2 separate regions of the Dromaius novaehollandiae genome follow, and region 2 is linked to region 1. The links are chromatin contacts, called in public Hi-C maps. All regions are on one chromosome and are shown on one strand. Each heading gives the region's core, a stretch centred on a gene start, on an enhancer-like site or on the middle of the called end of the contact. The rest is flanking DNA. Distances are from core to core; before and after follow the strand shown. Region 1 holds the start of PYURF (PIGY upstream open reading frame). Region 2 holds the start of FAM13A (family with sequence similarity 13 member A).

What was found. Hi-C and Micro-C count contacts between places; a contact is called where the count stands out from the background.
Region 2: a contact with region 1 is called in a Hi-C map of brain, with 2.8 times the contacts expected there. The contact joins the promoter of FAM13A here to the promoter of PYURF in region 1. A contact is called at or near these places in 2 of 4 Hi-C or Micro-C datasets (brain and ovary).

What each region holds. Positions count from the first base shown.
Region 1 is chr4:13,689,245-13,695,179 of bDroNov1.hap1, reverse strand. PYURF (PIGY upstream open reading frame) reads left to right here and starts at 3,349. Exons shown (of 2, transcript XM_064510454.1): 1 at 3,349-3,522; 2 at 3,620-3,912. The coding sequence starts at 3,374. The coding sequence ends at 3,773. It overlaps LOC112993886 (E3 ISG15--protein ligase HERC5-like), which reads right to left. Exons shown (of 23, transcript XM_026117871.2): 16 at 5,896-5,935; 17 at 3,110-3,250; 18 at 2,849-3,015; 19 at 2,109-2,175; 20 at 1,848-1,930; 21 at 760-943; 22 at 289-388.
Region 2 is chr4:13,911,538-13,917,472 of bDroNov1.hap1, reverse strand. FAM13A (family with sequence similarity 13 member A) reads left to right here and starts at 2,605. Exons shown (of 23, transcript XM_064510460.1): 1 at 2,605-2,792.

The DNA of each region.
Region 1 (5,935 bases), core at 2,100-4,599:
GTGTCTGAGGCCTCTGACCAACAACTGATATCCACAGAAGTAAGTGATAAAATAATCACTTGGTTCATGGGTGTGTCAGGTGCACTCAGGTGAGGCTCGAGAGAGGTCAAAACTGAGTCTGTGCATATCCCCTGGGTCAGTTCTTTCTGGCTTTCACTAGAAAATGGGGGGAAAGACATGGCTAAAAGCCATTTGGAATGACAGTATTTTTCATGTGTAAGCATCTAAAATGTGTGTTTTGGGGAAGAGAAAGGGCGAGAAAACAGTTTCAAGTGTCCGATATATTACCAAGAAACATTTTCTTTTTTTCTTCTGGGAGTTCGTGAAACACAGTCCAAAAATCCTTGATGGTTTGATCTGACTTTTTATAACCCACGTACTTCACACACTGTTGAAGAGAATAAAACTGGCCAGTTAATCCTTTTTCATTTAAAGCAACAACATTTTACCCAATATATTTTATAATCCTCTTCATAGATGTTCAAATCCTCTTATTCTCTAGAATCTGCTTGTTTGTTTGTTTTTTAAAGATTTATATGACAATCCTTGAACTATTATTTGAATTTTATTCACTTTTACTTTTGTAGCTGGTGTAGATAAGAAGTAGATTCAAAAAAATGAGACAAGTGGGAAAAAAAAAAGAGAGTCCCTTGAGCCCTGTTTTGGTGTTTATGACATATGCAATCAACAAAAGAACAGGACAGAAAGAGTTTATGCTCAGCAAATAGAGCAGAGATACACTCTGCTTGTATCCAATACCTTTTCCAGCCGATGCCAGTCATATTTTGCGTATCCTTCGAAAACAGTCTGGAGCTCTACAGGGAGAAACATCTTCCACTTTTTAGCTGGGCAGCCTCTTAAAAACCCTTGCATAAAGTCCTCAAATGGCTTCTGTATGGATTCATTGAACACATAATTCACATACAAGTCAGCAAACTCCTTCCTGCAAAGATATTTTGATTCAAACAGGCAATGTTAGAGATGATGTTTTTAAAAGAAGAAATATATAGAACTTTATTCCTTGGACATGGCCAGGGGCATGTGCTGCACATTAAGACCTGCTTTACATTGTCTTTACTGACAACAGTCATCATTGGCAACTGTTCATTCACCGAATTAAGCTGGTAAGATCATCGCAAATAAAAGAGAATGCTGGCCAAGATGGATTCATTTTGGTAATATTCCTCATACTTCGTATCTGTCATTCCACTATTATGACAGAACCCAGCAGACAAAAATGGTGTAAATCCAGCGAAACTCATTTTGAAAGCCAAAGAATTATCCTGGAATCAAAAGAATTATTCACGCAGCTACTAATCAGTACAATTTCACTTCTCTCTATTCATGATGGGGAATCATTTGGTGACACTGCACTTCTGTACAATCAACCCAATGTAAATGGTATACTTTAAGCTTTCTGAACAGCCCCTTCATAGATCCATACGGGTTCTCAGACCAACTGCATAACTCAAGACATAGAATTTCTCTCTGTCCCCCTGTGTTGGGGGTTAAATGCTGACACAATGTCTTATTGATAGATTTCTCCCCTTCTGTTATATGCAATATACATCCCATGTATGTAACACAACACAGATGCTCAGCACTTTCTAAGAGTATCAGTCACCATGCAAATGCTTTGCACAGCAGGTGCACAGATTTCTAGCAGGGAGGACACAAGTAAAAAACCATGGGAACGCTAAATTCTTGCAGCTCAAAGCTAAAGGGGAGAAACCTACTCCTGTCCTATAACAGAATGCCAAACACTTCCAAAAGGCTATGGGGATAGACAGAGGTATGATATTTCCTATATTCATGAAAGACAACAGGATAAAAAAAATAAAGCCTACCTGTTATGCTTAGTGACAGGAATGTTGGTACCATCTTTTTTAAGTTCAATGACAGCCGTGGAGCTTCCTTCTTCTTCCGTTATCTACACGAGTAAATCAAAGCATTGCCAGCTGAGCTATATCTATCATTCTTCCTTTTTGCGGGGCCTGACACAGCACTCGTACTGCATGAGTTTACAGATCAGTTGTGCTGTTTTCATATCGATACTGATTTGCCTAAGTAAACGCATAGCATGTCTGAATGGCTTGATAATGTCTTACCGTGAAGTCCATGTCCAGGCTCTCAAAGATATCGTCACGTTCTTCATCCAAAATTTCCTGAAGACTCCTTTTAACAGAAAAAGGGAAAAAAGAGAGAAGAAACATACTTCAAAGACCATTCAACCCCCATTCAAATTGTGCTGCAAAACCATTCTTTGGCAAGCACTATTTAAATGCATACACACACAGAACACTTGTATTCACACAGCACCATCATGTATAGCCCTAAATTGACCTCTATACTTATGCCCCACTGCTGCCATGACCTCAGGGCAGGCGCCTTGACTGCGAAGGATTTCAGGCAAGTCCATTCCCACTCCCTGTGGGGATAACTTTACACAGCAAGTCCAATGGCAAGTGGGCTTGGACAGCAGCTTTAAACTTCCAAAGATGATCTAGGAAAGAATTATATGTGGACCAATGGGATGATTTAGGAGAACTATTTTGTAGTGCAGTGACTCTCAAAGCTCTTCAGGCAAGCAACCTCTGGTTTCATCTCCTGAAGTCCTTTTTGCACTTCAACATGGTCACTGGCTGGAGGGTCTCATCTCATTTGTTGTTTATAGACCTTGCTTGGAAAGCTGGGCTTTAGGGGACTGAGAAGTTTTGTGATATGTGGGCCAGGACAACAGTTTAGGACAGCGGTGCAGTTTTTGTGATTTCTGCGCACGCCACAGGGTTAGGAAACCCGCCTCGGCTGTAATTTCAGAGCAGAGGCTGAGGCAGTTCGGCGGCCGTACCTGCCTTCTGAAGGCATCAGCTCCTTCAGGTCTTCCAGCGTGGGCGCCACCTGGAGCATCTTTTTGTAGAGCGCTCGGGGGAAGGGAAAGGGGGCTAGGCACTTGTTGAACAGGGCCATTCCGAACAGGGTCCCGATCAGGAAAAAGGTATTACCACGGCTGGACACCTAGTTAAAGAAAACAAGACAAGGGAAGACGTCGCCCGCTGCCTCCGCGACGGCTGCGGGGCAACGAGCAAGGGCTAAGGGGGGCCGCCCTTACCTGTCTGGGGAACCAGACGAGGTGGGAGGCGAAGTGGCGGAAGGCCCCGCCTTTGGGCTGGCAGAGGGCCCTGGCGGCGACGCTGAAGAGCTCCTGGGACAGCGCCCCTTCGTCGATCCCCTCCTCGCCCACGAAGGTCACCTGCGGGCACCCGGACACTTGTAGCCGGGGGCGGCGCGGCCCCGCCGAGCGGCGGAACCTCCGCGCGCGCCGCAGCGGAGCCCGGGCCGCCTGGGCGGCCGCACCGGAAGCGGCGCGGCAGCCATGTTGCGCGGCGGGCGGCCGGCGGCGCTGCTGCTACGGCGGGCGGCGAGCGGCGACGGCGCGGCGGGACACAGCCCGGCGCGGCCGCAGCCGCTGGAGCCGTCGCTGCTGCGCTTCCTGGTGTGCCCGCTCTCCAAGCGGCCGCTGAGGTGAGCGGCGCGGCTGCCGGGGCCCGGGGCGGGCGCCGAGGGCAGGGCCGGGCACCTCACGGCCGCTGAGGTTTCTTGTCTTGCATCGCTTGCGCAGGTACGAGGAGTCCACTAACGAGCTCATTAACGAGGAGCTGGGCATCGCCTACCCCGTCGTCGACGGCATCCCCACCATGATCCCGGAGGCAGCGAGGAAAACCCGGGCCGAGCCCAAGGCCAGGCCGGTGGCCGAGGGCATGGAGCAGCCCTGAGGGCCAGCGGGGCAACATGCTTCCCTCACTGCCCACCCTCACCGTGCTCGTTCCCCTCCTCTCCCTGGCAGGCCTCTTCTACTCGGCCAGCGTGGATGAGACCTTCCCGCAAGGCTGCGCCAGCACCAGCAGCCTGTGCTTCTACAGCCTCCTTCTCCCTGTCACCATACCCGTTTATGTCTTCTTCCACCTCTGGACCTGGATGGGCATTAAGCTTTTCAGGCATAACTAACATGACACAGGTGCTAACCCCCAGGCTTCTCTAGAGCAGTGCAGCTTATTTAATCTCACCAGATATTGCAATCTATTTTTAGTCCCTTGCTAACCTTAGAGATTGCTGTCATTTTCCCAGCACTATCTACAAGCATGCATGAAGTCCTCTGTGGCAAGCACATTACTTAATTACTGCTAAGGAAGATCCAGAGGAGGAATAACAAGAAGCATTAATAGTGCTACTGAAAATCTTGCAGGTGATGGTAGTCTTTGCTAGGAAAGACTGTGCTCTGACTGAAATATCAGATTTTTTTTAAAACAGCAAGCGATGACAGCCTGCAGTGATAAGAATGTATCTAAATTATCAGCATGGGGTTTGCTTATATGTCTTGAACTGGTGCATGTATTGAAGTGCATTTGTCTCACTTGGAAAAATGGAAAATAAACTAGGCTGATGTTTAATAACAAAACTTGAGTTAAATGCAAAAGTTTACTTGGATGATACCCTTATGTGTACATCCAACAGCTGCCTTTTATTTCTTTTAAAGATGAGGAAATGAAAAGACAGCAAAGAACTATGTTCTTGGCATAGCCTGACAAAATGTCTAGTAGGACACAGCTAGGAAGTGGACAGATTAATGCCACACTAACCTATTACAAAGGATTCTTGTTTGTGTTTTGTTACTGGATAGTTTATATGTGCAATATAAACACGTGAATGACCTTAACCTACTGAAAGTTCAGAAATGCAGCAGCAAGTTGTAAACATCAGACCTTAGCATCTCTTGGTGGGTTATTTAATCAAATTGATCAGGCTGCTGCTAGGCAAATAACACTGTGATGCATGGTATGAAAGGCAATGCCTGGAAGATAAGTATTCAAAGGCTGGCTTTAGTTAAGTGCAGCTAATTTGTCAGGGCTCCTCATACTATCAGTGGGGTTAGAGGCTCCTCTAGAGGACAGTGCAGAGCACAAGCCTTATTGCCTCTGTAAAAAAGAAGGTCCATTTCAGCTGATGTAATGAGAAGGGGGAAGGAGAGGTAGCCCTAGGAGCCCTTTGTGAATCTTCTCTGAGTGTATAGAAAGGGACAGCTCTGGCTGGCAAGAAGGCTTACTTGGTAAGAGCCAGAATAGGACAAGAGCACACTGTGTTTGATAGATCCTGTAGCACAGGTCTAGCACCAGGCTGCAACAGCCCTTGTGTCAGTGACTGAGCACAGAAGCACACGGTCCCGGAGCTGAACTCAGCTCTGGGCTAGTGCCTTGCTCCCATGTCAGCCATCTAATCACTTCTGCAGGGCAGGACTAGCATTGCAATACGTGAAGATAATATGGCTGCCAAAGCATCTGTATTGGGATACGACAAATGCAAGTCACACAGAGAGAACAGCATTATAATAGGTGTTTCTTCTCTCTGTTGCTGGCACTACCCTTTCCCTTCAGGCACTGTCTCCAGGAGAGAAATGTTTTTTGTGGCCATGTCAGTTGCTGGCCTTTAATGGTGACTGGCCACCAGCTTTTCACTTAGAGCAGACTAGCCTAGAGTCTTCACAGTAAGTCTAGCTGTAACAGGCTCAATTGCCAATTACAGTTTCCTGAGCCACCCAATTACATCACACCAAAGCAACTTCACAGTAAATAAAGCTGCCATTCATATTAGTGTTTAACTCAGGCAAACCAAGTTTGATGTCTGCATGGAATAAGAATGTAAGATCTTGCCCTCCAGATTTATTCTACACCCCCCCCCCCCAGTGGAGCATTTTTTTAATAATAATTTGAGGGCAAGTTTTTTTGTTATATGCTCACTGAATATGGTAAACCTTTCTTAATATACTTCAGCAACATTGAAAACCAGAGAACTCTGCAGTAATATATTCAGAGCTAACAAAATAATAATTTAATTTCTTACTTGTAAGATCTTCTTGAATTGCTCGGGTACTGCATTATTT
Region 2 (5,935 bases), core at 1,356-3,855, 220 kb before region 1:
TATCCCACAGATCTGATGTTTAAAGGATAGCGCTCTGCAGAGGATCTTTTTGCTGTCTTACTAAAATGATAATTTCTTGTTATCAGCAAGAAATTCAGGAAGTGCATAAAACAGAGAAGCTGGAAGTGGCTGGCAGCTGGGCTGGAATGAGTAACTAGCATAGTTTCATAACATGCCTGTGGGCAGTCCCTAATAGCTTTTGGCTGAAATCTTTTCCAGTGTATGTATTTCTTTTTTTTTTAATGTTTCTATAATGAATGCTCCCATTCCTGCTAGGTAAAGGCAGGTGTTTAGCATACTCAGCCATTCGTTTGGTCAGCATTTTGGTAGGTCTTACCACCACTTACATGCATGCAAAGGGCTAAAAGTGGATGTGAGCACCTGGCAATCCCATTTTGCATCATCTATTTTATGAGGTGATACATCCTCCCTTCACCGGTTTGTAGCCACTAATATCTTCGTTAATGGCTTTAATCACTCCTGTAGGTCTGCTCCAGGATGTGTAAATCTCAGTGAGAGCCCTACAGAGATAATTCATAGTAGCACATCAATAAAAGTGTGTATAGTTATGGGGGAGTGGGAGGAGGGAGGGCGGGAGGGAAGAAAACTTCAAATTTGCCAGAAGTTCTAAACTGTAAGAAATCTGCCCCTAAACAAACACTATATTGGTGTATTTGTATTGGATACTCCTCACTGTTTATCTGCAAGCAAAAATAGTCTTATTTATAAATGCTTTTCCTATCTACCACCACTGATTGGATCTATGTTTTCTTTTACTTTCCTCTGTGTTTTCCATTTATCTGATGAAGTGTTAGGGTTATTCAGTTTTGCATGGAGAGTAGCGACATGCAGTAATGTCTGCCTCCAACAAATATTAACCTTAGCTAAAGGCATTCTATGAAAAGTCAAGTGGGATATCATAGATAAAAAGGAAATGTTGAACTGCAGAACAACATTATTCAGGGTTGATTAAACTGTAAATTGTGTTTCAAGAACAAGAACTTGGTTTTTACATTATGATCATAGCTTTAATACCAGATTTCTCCTTCTCCCTGTACTTTCCCCTGTCTCGAAGAGATTGTGAAGGCATGCAAAATTCATCCTGCTGGTTTTGTGGGATTTACATTGGAAATGAACTGCAGAACAAAGCCATGCATCTTCTTTTGGTGAAAGAGTTCTCAAAATCTTTTTTTTTTTTTTCCTCCCTCCTAAGACGCACAGCAGCTTTCTGCATTTCTCAGTTTGGACAATGAAATAAGTTCACCAATGTCCATTGCAACCTAAAAACGAGGTAATTTCTATTCCCCTTCATCTTCTGGTTTTCATACAGAATGAAAAGTTAACACTGTGTATTTGGTATTAAAAACAACAACAACAACAAAAAAGCATTTACATTAGTTTTAGATATTTTAAAATATCTATTTTGTTTACAAGAACAACATTGGGGGAAAGTCATCCTTAATTTGACTCTCAAATCCAGTATATCTTGATCTATGGAGTGTTAAGGGCATATGCTTACATTAACAAGTGAAGATATGTTGAAGGCTGATTAAACTGGATCGGGGTGGGGGGGGTAGGCAGTGTTTTGCCAGGCTTCTCGGAGAACTTTATTTTTCCTTTAATTTGCGCCTATGCTGACGCTGTCCCAGGCAGAGCATGAAGGGTCAAGGGGGACGCCAGGCCTTGCCAGCATGGGTGGCAAGGCAGGCCACAGGCACAGACGCCAGCTGACAGCGTCACCGACCTCTGCCGTTTTGTTTTTTGTTTTTTTAAATACAGAGGCACGCACTTCAAAATCTGTGGTTGAAAAATCCTCTCTCATGATGGGCTGGGCGGGGGACAGCGTTTTTCTTTCTTTCTTTTTTTTTTTCTTCAAATTTTTGCTTCTGAATTTTGACCTCTTCCAAGAAAAACCAACCGAACAAACAAAAAACAAACCAAAAAAAACAAGCCCTGGGGCGCCCTGCTGCCGCTGCGATAATGGCCGCCAGGGGGCGCCGCCGCCGCCGCCATGTGAGGAGAAACGCGAGGACGGCGCGCGCGCGGAGCCGTTAACGGCCGCGGCGCGCGCGGAGCCGTTAACGGCCGCGGCGCGCGCGGAGCCGTTAACGGCCGCGGCGCGCGCGGAGCCGTTAACGGCCGCGGCGCGCGCGGAGCCGTTAACGGCCGCGGCGCGCGCGGAGCCGTTAACGGCCGCGGCGCGCGCGGAGCCGTTAACGGCCGCGGCGCGCGGCTCCGCCATGTACAGGACGGGGGACTGTGGCCGCCTTCCCTTCAGTTTGCCTAAAAGCCTCTAATGGAGACCGGGCTGAGAGGGGGGTTTCAAATTCATATTTGTTCTGCTGCTGAAGCTGGACTTTATTCTCTGGAGGAGCTAGTGCCAATTGGTGTGAGCAGCTGGCTGTGCCCACGGGTGGGTTGGTTTGTCAGTGGAAACCGCCCTCACCCGCGGTGTGCCGGCACCTGGGATCCCCGGAGGGGACAGCCTTTGGAGACCCCAGCGTGCACCCCTGCCGAGGTCGGTGCTACGTGGGGCCCCTCATGTTTAGCAGGGTCAGTATAAGTCCTCTTGCTGGCCTGGGCTATGTGCACCCCTTCCTGCAGCAGGGAAGGGGGAAAAGGCATATGCTCCATATACCATGCTCAGCAGTTAATATTGAGGCTGATTACCTAACCCCCACTCTGGTCAGGACTGCAAGGAATGAATGTGAACACCAACAGCTGTGGGTTTGGTCTGCGCTCGTACCTGCTGCCATCATGAGGAGTAAGGCAGCTTTTGGCAGGCAAGTAAGGTAGGTCTCTGTGGGATGTGACCTTTTGAAACCACCCCTGCTAAATCTCACAGAGCCCATCTGCCATGAGTCTGGGGAAATGGCTGCCCTCATAGGCTCTCAGGCCTGTGGTTGCTTCAGGCAGACTTTAACTTAGCAGCTTTTCTAGGTGATTTGTTTTTTTCCTCTTGGCTATTGCTTAAGAGTTGGATTCCTGGGAAGACAGTTAGGCTACAGGGTAACTTGTGCAGCATTTAGGTGGGAATTGTGCAATGTGCTTCATGCTTTTGGTCCCCTGTATTCTTCTACAGCTGCCTTAATTTTAGCATGACTTCAAACAGGTATAGTGATTTGTCCAGGCAAAACCCCTTGCTGTGATATGGTTTCAGTTGGAGGAGGTGGGAGGTGGTTCTTTTATATTGAAGTAGTCATCACTTACTGTAACAAAAGGCAAGTGCAACAGCCTGATTGGTTTTGTATTTTTTCATGTTTTGGTTTGGTGGTTGTGATACTGATTGAGACCAGTGTATCCAGATAAAGTTACTAGGGTTTTATATGTGTACATTTTCAGTGTGTTTTTTTTCTGTGGAAGACTTGCTGTTTGAGATACACATGTGATCTGTGCAACAGCTGTTGTAAATGATGGCACTGAACTTCAAACAAACATCCAAAAGTTTTCGTTCGTTTGCTTCTTTTCTACCATGACCCTTGCAGTTTAGCCCATGTTAATGTGTTATGAACCTGGAGCTAATGTGGTACTAGCAGCACTCTTGCGGTTGGCATTGTGTTACTGTTTTAAAACCCTATCTTTTGATCGTAACCTAAATTATGGTAGTTCTGCAATGATAGTGTTCCTTTGCACAGGAAAATTATTTGGATTACCAAATCCTCAGATGCCAAGCAATTTTGCACTGACATGTTTAACTTTGACACTTATTCAGGCTTACCTAACTACATATTGTTTTTAATAATTTGTAATTATTATTTATGTCTCTGTTTCATTGATTTGGTAGGCTGGTAACCCAGCTGCTTAAGTGTACATTAATTTTGTGCATAGTTATTTGATATCTATGTTCTTGCTTAGCTCGTTATCCTTAGACTTAATACGTTATTGAGCCAGACTATGTCAGTAATACTTTATACAGCTGTCTTGAGATGGATGATATATATTTTAAGAAAAGCTTTCTTGTTACTGCTGTTTGGATGAGAAGTTCTAGGTAGTTATATGGTTGTAGGGAAACTTGTCAACCAAATGTTGGTGTGGAAATTTCCAGCTGCTCTTGCATGCTTCTTGATCTGTCTCCCTGTCTCTTCTCCAACTGCCAGCTCTTACACAGTGCCAACCGCTCAAGTATGTCCCGTTACATCTTTATGCACAGCCTTGGCGAGGGCACCAAGGGTACACCTCTGTTCCCTTTGGGCCTCTACAGTTGAGTTAGCCATGAAAGGATGGAGTTATGTTCAAGGATACTAGAGCTGCCTGTAGTCATTTATTTCACAGCAGCTTGTTTTTATGCGGGCTGTTATGAAATAAATGCTGAATTCTGATGTCACAGTGGAAACAATGAATAATAGGTTGAAGCAATATATTGCATAGTAGAGATAATGGGGTTTGTTCACAGCAGTGGCATGAGGAAATTTCTTTGAACTTCTAACACTACCCCAGCTGTTCTTCCCCTCTGGGAATGTCGTTTCAACATCTGAGGTTAAACTTCTTATTTGTAAACAAGTGGGAGTGAAAATACGGATTTTTTTCCTTGTTTTATTCATAGCATGATTTATTAGTGCTTTACAGTGTTTTTGCATGAGCTTCTGTCTATTACATGGAATTGGAGAGTAGATGATGTAGGTCTGTATCTCAGCCAGACAAAGTATTCTCTTGGCACTCCTTAAAAGATAGGTATTTTAAAAAGCCATCAAGCATTTCTTGCACACAGATGATAACAGTATAGCTGAGAACTATAGGAAACATCTGTGTTGGCTTGTAAACATCTGTGTGACTGAAGCTAGATAGGCATGATACGTCGTATAAACCTTTGTTAGTGATACTCAACTGGTAGCTCTCACAAGCTTTCAGTTGTCTCTAGCAACATGCATGCTCTGATTTGAGCCCTTGTGGCTCTAGATGCATTTATGATAGTTGCATAAATATTCCGCACGTAGTAGTGCTGTCCATGCAGTACAAAATGTCTTGGAGGTAGCAAATGGAGGAGACAGCAGAAGGCAATGTTGTCTTTGTCAGCAACATGGAAAAACACAAAATTATTCTGGTGGAACTTGCTATTGCTGCTTGAGTGTGGGACTTTGACATGTGGTGGTTTGATATGACACCTGAGCCAGACAACATGAAATAGCATGATGGGAGTCTTTCATACAAAGTTTTTTTGTTGGGTTTTTGGAGATTTTTCCTTCTTAATGATAAGCATGACTGTTTGCTTGGGTTTTTTTGGTTTTTTTTTCTTCCCTCTTTCTTTTTTCTGAGGGCTTTTGTAAATTGCTTACAGGAAAACAGTGAAGGTTCCCTGGATAGGGAGCATCTTGCAGTCAAATACCACAGCATGTCTCACCTCATTTCTGCGGTACCAGAAGTAGTAGTGCTCCCCATGCAACACACCTTTCTTGTAACCACAGTCATGGTGAAAGCTGGTGGTTCAGTGGGAGGAGTGGGAGTGGGGAGAGATCAGGATGTATAGAAACATGCCTCTGCAGGAAGGGTGGAAGGTGCAGGAAAGAATGTGCTTACTTCTAGGCTGATGTTAAGGAAAAGTTTAGGTGAATGTTAGTGTGCCCTATACAAGTGAGACAGGGATTGCATGGTGCCGAGTAGGAAATGCTGGGGGGGGACAAAGGCATTTAGGAAGATTCAGTTCAGTTTTCATTTCTCTTCCACCCAGGACACAAGTATCCTGGCCTTCAGCTCCTTTAAGACTTTAAGCAAGTACGGAAGTTTCTTTATGAACACACAAGTTATGAATATGCCGTATCCCCAAGTATTCCAGTGACTTAACAGAAGCATGGATTTTCTGACTCGGGTAGATAGCATCCTGCAGCTGTGGTAGCAAAAAAACCCCTCTACTTCAGCTGGAATGTCTCCATTTTATGAACCAACACTGCTGCCTGTGGTGCTTTTTTCCTGGTATTGTATTTTATAGAATGAAAATGTG